Regions from separate parts of the Mus musculus genome. Here region 1 is linked to region 2. A link is a contact called in public Hi-C data. All regions are on one chromosome and are shown on one strand. The core of a region is the stretch at or near the end of the contact, and the rest is flanking DNA. Distances in the headings are between cores, read along the strand shown. Region 1 overlaps Kdm4a (lysine (K)-specific demethylase 4A). Region 2 overlaps St3gal3 (ST3 beta-galactoside alpha-2,3-sialyltransferase 3).

Evidence for each region. A called contact is a pair of places that touch in the nucleus more often than the background predicts.
Region 1: a Hi-C map of ECoMG myeloid progenitors shows a contact between it and region 2, with 1.6 times the contacts expected there. The contact joins two enhancer-like sites. A contact is called at or near these places in 7 of 39 promoter capture datasets (the 3T3-L1 cell line, the C10 cell line, embryonic stem cells and 4 more), 1 of 15 datasets of contacts at CTCF or cohesin (the NIH/3T3 cell line), 41 of 484 Hi-C or Micro-C datasets (the AML12 cell line, the BV-2 cell line, the C10 cell line and 24 more), 4 of 115 datasets of contacts at active chromatin or transcription factors (bone marrow-derived dendritic cells, embryonic fibroblasts and embryonic stem cells) and 4 of 9 other capture datasets (adipose tissue, embryonic stem cells, liver and 1 more).

The regions. Positions count from the first base shown.
Region 1 is chr4:118,150,880-118,154,082 of GRCm38.p6, reverse strand. It overlaps Kdm4a (lysine (K)-specific demethylase 4A), which reads left to right. Exons shown (of 22, transcript NM_001161823.1): 12 at 773-893. Among named protein-coding and RNA genes, the nearest start is that of St3gal3, 18 kb to the right of the region's middle. Within about 2 kb of position 1,827, at least 70 of the 459 cell types and tissues checked have an H3K27ac peak or open chromatin away from gene starts, as enhancers often do. A contact at or near this core is called in ECoMG myeloid progenitors, where this site is marked.
Region 2 is chr4:118,087,935-118,091,342 of GRCm38.p6, reverse strand. The region is part of intron 2 of St3gal3 (ST3 beta-galactoside alpha-2,3-sialyltransferase 3); the gene reads left to right. Among named protein-coding and RNA genes, the nearest start is that of St3gal3, 45 kb to the left of the region's middle. Within about 2 kb of position 1,507, at least 13 of the 459 cell types and tissues checked have an H3K27ac peak or open chromatin away from gene starts, as enhancers often do. A contact at or near this core is called in ECoMG myeloid progenitors, where this site is marked.

The sequences.
Region 1 (3,203 bases), core at 578-3,077, 62 kb before region 2:
AAGAGCCCAGTCTCCACAGGGTGGAAGGTGGAGTTGGAGCTGGGCTGCTATCCTTGCAATGGCTTAGGTGCCACCTCCCTTTGTCTGTCGTCTAAGTTCTCAGTATAGAGGGCCCAGCGGCCCAGCACTGAACAGATGCTGACCTCCAAAGGACAGGGCCGCTTGGACTCCTCTGATGTCCTGATGTGTTTCATGGCAGGGACCTTAAAGTGGGAGAGTCCCTGCCTTGTTTAGGTGGCTTCTGAGAAGTCCAAGAAGCAAGACATACACAGATTTTTGCCCTAAGTTCTAAAGTGTGCCAGTATAGACTAGTGTGCATGGCACTATGGCTTCTGCTTTTCTGAGACATGTTTTTTAGATTTGTCTAAATTTTTATTTGTGCGTGAGTACGTGGCACCAGTATATGTCTGTGCACTCATGTGTACAGTGCCTGAGAACTACAGAAGAGGGCGTTGAACTTCCTGGAAATGGGGCTTAAGATGGTTGTGAGCTGCCGGGTGGGTGTCAGGAAGAGCAGCTTAACCACTGAGCCATCCATCTCTCCAGCCCCCAAATTGACCTTTTGTTCATTTCTACATTATTTGTTCCCTGGGCCCCTCTTCTCCCCTCAGCTCTCCTGCCTTCCCTCCCTTCCTCCTGTTTCTGAGACTTTGTATCCCACACGTGGCCCTTCAAGCCTTTGTCCTCTAAGCTCAGCCTCCCGAGAGAGGGGAGGCTCTCGGGTGTTTGCCCTGCGGTGTCATCACCTGCTGATCGGCCCTGCTTTGCTCAGGTTGCAGATGAGTACATGCTTTCCCTGGAGGAGAATAAGAAGACCAAGGGTCGCCGCCAGCCCTTGAGCAAGCTCCCACGCCACCACCCACTCGTGCTGCAGGAGTGCGGCAGCGATGACGGTAAGTCGTCTCCTCTCTTCACTAGACGGAAAGCGGGTCCCCACAGCGAGCCTTGCCCTCACCGGGCGTCAGAGGTCAGGGGTGGGCGTGGGCCCAGGGCCCAGGACAGTTCAGAGCTGGTGGGCTGTGTGATTGTACGCAGCCTCTTTCTTTTCTCTTCCTAGGAGGTACAAGGTTGGTTTTTCAGGATAGTAAGTTGCGTCAGTGATACCAAGCTCTGTGCATGCACAGCTGGCTAAGATATGTGCCTGCCCTCAAGGTGCCCACCGAGGAGTGGGGTTGCCAGCTAAAGGGATGTAAAGAAAGGAGCCCTATCCAAGCTGAGGGGACAGCAGGAATGAGACGGGGAATGGGGGTGCAGGCAGGGGAGCTGCCGGGCAGTGCTGCCTAGCTCAAGCTGGAGGACACCGCTGCCGCCTGAACTGAGCTGAGGGGCAAGGCAGGCGTGGGGCTGGCCGTCCACAGCTCCTCTCACGAGCCTACTGAGGCTGTCCTCACACGCAATAGGGAACCGTGGAGGTGTGTTTGAAGAAGGGGAGCACCACAGTGGGGTTGGCATTGGAAGGACTGCTCCCAGACACCACTGGGCCCGGATGCTGGTGGGGTGGGAGAAGCGGAAGTAGTGAAGACGGCGCCAGCCGGATTGGGCAGCAGTCTGCAGAGCTGGAAGGGTAGACCACAGGGAAGAAGATGAGTTGATGGCCTCATCTTTGTGTCCTAAGGCTTTTGGCTTCAGAAACCCAAGGTTACTGTGGATAGAGAAAATTGATGTGGGAAGACATCGATGTGGAGGAGTATTTTTAAATGAAAGGGTCTCACTCATCAAGAATGCCTAGAAGCTTGAGCAGGGGCTGGAGGTGGGACAGAGGAGCAGAAGAGCCTGGGGAGGAGACAGAAAGGGGAACTAAGAGATCTGTGCAAGAAGAACTAGGAAGTGTAGCTTCGAAGCGCATCTTGACAACAGCAGGGAGTGGTCATCTCAGTTGCCTGGAGCAGCAGGCTGGTGCTGGCAGGCCTCCCAGGTACTGGCTCGTGCATGCTTGTGGAACCAGAGCCACTTGGACTGCTGACTCTCCAGTGCGGAGCCCCTCTCCTCCTCTCCTCTCCTGTGACATGCTGTCACAGCTCATCTCTCAGTTTTCCTCTTAGAAAGTATGGGACAGCCTGGGCACAGGGACAGCCTACAGGCCCTGGGATCAGAAGTGGCCAGACTCTGAGTCTTGTCCCAGCTGTCCCTCTGAGTCTGTGCTCAGAGAGCTTCTGCCTCTTGTATGATTTCTTCCCTTGATGCTTTAAAACGACCCAGGTTAGCCAGGCAGGTGTGCCACACGCCTTTAATCCTAGCACTTGGGAGGCAGAGGCAGGCAGATTTCTGAGTTCCAGGCCAGCCTGGTCTACAGAGTGAGTTATTTTTTTTTTTTTAAGATTTATTTATTTATTTTATGTAATGTATATGAGTACACTGTAGCTGTACAAATGGTTGTGAGCCTTCATGTGGTTGTTGGGAATTGAATTCTTTAGGACCTCTGCTCGCTCCGGTCAACTCCACTCTCTCAGTCCCTGACTGCTCCGGCCCAAAGATTTATTTATTATTATACATAAGTACACTGTAGCTGACTTCAAACGCACCAGAGGAGGGGTCATACGGGTGGTTGTGAGCTAGTTCTTAGACAGCCAAGATTACACAGAATAAAAAACCCTGTTTCAAAAAGGCAAAAACTAACCAATCAGACAAAAAGACACAGACCGTAGGGAAAAAAAGTTTCCAAGAGGCAAAAGAAAAATTATCCAAAGAGGAGTTTGTGAATACTGAGAGCACACACTTCCAGCCCAGGTGTGAATTGTTGTCTGAGTATGTCTTTTTGGAATTATGTAACTGATGTCATCTGTCTCTACTTTTTGTGATAAGCAGTGTTCAGTCATGGCAAAGTGAAAGGAGACTCTGTGTGGTCCCCCCCATGTGTTCATTGCTATCAGAACTTTTACTGTGAGTTTGTCTGCTTTCTTTCTGCTGGTACATTATGGACACAGGGTATAGTATAGCCCAGGCTGTGGTATAGCCCAGGCTGTGGTATAGCCCAGGCTCGCCTTGAGCTCCTCCTGATCTTCTTCCCTCCGCTTTCAGGTGCTGCTCTGGCAGCTTCGGCTTCTCCTGGACACCTGCTGTGTCCCTGAGAGGAGGATGTGGTTATCTGGTCTCTTCACTGTTCTCATTTATTTTTGAGACAGGGTTTCTCGGTTTAGCCCTGGCTGTCCTGGAACTCTGTAGACCAGGCTGGCTTTGAACTCAGATCCACCTGCCTCTGTCTC
Region 2 (3,408 bases), core at 258-2,757:
GCCAGCAACCGCAGCAGCGATTACACTGTCGGTGGGAATGTAAAATGGTACGGCCATTTTGAAAACCAATCTGGCAATATTTTGAAAATTAACATTCACCCAGCATCCCTCCAGTCATACCACACCAAGAGAAATGAAGGTGTATATCCATGACTAAACTCATACCGAATCGTCTTAGCAACTTTTATTGTAACACCCCAAACTGGAAACAACCTGAACAATAAATTGTGGCTGGGGTACGCAGTGGGATGCGGCTCAGTATTCAAATGAACAAAGAATTGGTTCCTGTAATAGCTTACACGAATCTCAAACGATTATTCAGAGTGAAGGAATCCAGATAGAAAGAAAATACTTTGTAATTATATTTATACAGAATTCTCTAAAGTACAAGCTCGTTTTTGTGACAAAAAGCAAATCAGGAACCTCATGAACGAGCGGGGTCTAAGGAGAGCATGCTCGGTGGCTTAGTTGCGATGTTCCAGTGTCCCAGATGACGACGGTCAAAGTACACCGGCTTGTACACCTTCTAGAGGGGCCGTTTACTGTATGTGAAATGTAATTTGGTGTGGGACTGTCTGAAGAACATCCAGAGAGTCAAAAACATTGCCCGTGAAAGAATGCTGCTTGGACACAGTGGGCTTCTAAAGACAGCCCGTGAGAGCCCCCCCCGGGGGGTGTGGCCCGCGCATGCGCACTGGGTGGGCAGGGAACCCCGTCTTCTAGGAATGAGAGACATGCTGAAGAAAACTCACCACCAATAAAGGGCTGATGAAGTTTAAACTCCAGGGAGGGATTATGGGAGGAAAGGGCAAACACCATGGTGTAAATTTAGGTAAGCACTAAATTTACCACCCACAAGGCAGTGTTGTCCAATTAGCATTGGCATCATCCCAAGCAATGATATTATATATTATGTTGCCAGTTAGTGATAGAATCTAGACAGGAAGAGTGTCAGGAGCCATTATTGTACTTTTCCTGTGTTATTTGGTAGTAGTACAGATCCGCTGATGCCCATGTGAAGTTAAATGGGCAGGGGAAATTTCTAGGTTAATTATTCCAAGAAAAGAAAGTGCATGTAAAGGACATAACTTAAAGACTCTCAGAAGAGTCTAGACGGATGGTTCAGTGGTTAGGAGCGCCTGGTGCTCCCGCGGAGAACCCAAGTTCAATGTCCAGAACTCAAGCCGTTCAGAACTGCCTGTACACCTCCAGGGGGCTCTTCTGCCCTCTTGTGGACTTCCTGTGTTCCTGCACTTGCATGCGCACATAGATGCCCCTACGTTTATACAAACGATTTAAATCTTAAACAAAACAAAACCCAAAACACTGAACAGAAGCAAAAATGCAATGAGAGGTGGAGGAGCAGAAAAATACATGCAGGCAAAAATAACGTTGAAGGAAGGCCCACAGTATCTGGACCAAACAGTGGCATGTAGTGACACTGAAGGCAGGGAGCCATTCCTCATAGAAACAGTGCGTGGTGCTCCCTCCAAGTGCTCTCATATTACAAAGAGACTTCCTGCCAGTTGCCCTGTGTCATCTGCACTGATGTCACAAAGGAAGAAGCTCACTCCACAGCACAGATCACAGCAGGAGCACCAAACAGTGTGAGCTGCTCAGGACTTGTATTTATTTATCTTTGGTTTTTCAAGATGAGGTTTCTCTATGTTACCCTGGCTGTCCTGGAACTCACTGTGTAGACCAGGCTGGCGTCCAACTCATGAGATCCACCTGCCTCTGCTTCCTGAGTGCTGGGATCAAAGGTGTGCGCCACCACCATGGCCCTGACACTCAGCCTTTTTAAAAGCCAGTTTTACTTAATTGTAGCAGGAACAGGGCCGCCTCTGTGTAAACGCTGGGTGCGTGCAGCTGCAAAAGCATCTCCTGCAGGAGGACCTAATTGAGGACTGCCTGAGAGAACAGGGATTGCTGGTGCAAACAGTGCCAGCCAATCAGGAGCTGCTGTTTAGAATAGGTGCTTTCTTGGGACCACTGGGGATGAGGGGACCAGTGGGGATGGAGGGTGCTAAAGGAGCTTGCAGCAGTGCTCAGATGAGCTTGCTGCAGCGTTTCTCAGGGAGTCTGTGTCGTTGACTCTGCGCCAACTCACCCCCAACCCCTAAGGGCAGGTAGGGTCAGGCAGAGAACTGTCCAGGGCACAGGCAACACTTAATGCTATTGGTGAAACTGTCTTAAGTTTATTAGGTGTTGGCCTTGGATATGGTCATTTTCCCCAAGTGTGGTGTGGTAAAACATGGAACCTACCTGTCTCGAGGCTGTGTGCTCTTGTTGGCCTGTAAGATGAGCAAGCTGCTGTTTGGACATACTCTTCTGGTGAAGAATGATTCATAGGCAAACGATGACTCTGCATTATCTAGGGTTGGGCATGGATGGCCTTTTCTCAGAAATGAAAGAGGTGAGCCTGCTGTCCCAAAGGAAGCCACCAACTGTGTGTAGCAATGACAAACCTCAGCTTTCAAGTGATCAGAGTCATGGAGAACTTGTATATGCTGCTGTTGTGTGACTTTTTCCAGGGAGACCTGAAGACATGAATTTACCCAAGATGGGTCACCTCTGTATCTAGCATCCCACCCCTCCCTCAGGACCACGTGCAGCTGGGAAAGGAGGATGAAGATGGTGAACAGAATGCCAGGGAGAGAGTTTAGGGACCCTTTGTTACACTACCATAGGCCTTGCTGCCACTGAATTTTGCTTGTTCTGTTCCCTCCTTTGTGGGGCCAAGGTATTGTATAGGTCAGGCCATCTGTTCTGTGATGGACTGTCATGTTATGCCCAGAGGGGATGACTGTATCACAGCAGCTGCCACAAGCTCCGTTGTTTAAGTCCCTTTCTGTTATGATGGGTAGTGATACTAACACGTGTGGCTGTGTGGTGTGATCACTGCGAGACCTGGGAAGACAGCCATAACCTGGAGGAGCAGTGATGCCCACCCTCCACCTTTAGGAATCTACAGACCCGTGCAGTTAAGCGAGCATCATAGATTTTAATTATATGGATCCTGGGAGTGCTCTGATACCTACTGGTCCAAAGTTGCATTGTTAAATTAGATTTTAGTTTTAGTTTGGGTTAGCATCCAAGACCATCCGTGGCCCTGTGGAGAAGTTAATTGTAGAACTCTGTAAGAGGTCGATTGCATCTGCCTGTTCAAAATAGTGATTTGTAACGCCGAGTGAATGCAGAAACCCATTAGAACCAGGTGCCTTTTATCAACTTTCTTGACTTTGGGGCACAGCACCTGACGGAACCGTCCCTAGGGAGGAAGTAGTTATTCAGCTCATGGTTTAAGGGATACTGCTGTTGGTGGGGAAGCTATGGCGGATGAGGTGGACTGGTCTGGAGCCGATGCTGGAGCTGGTGACATGGCTTCCTCACCTCTTCCCTGCTCCG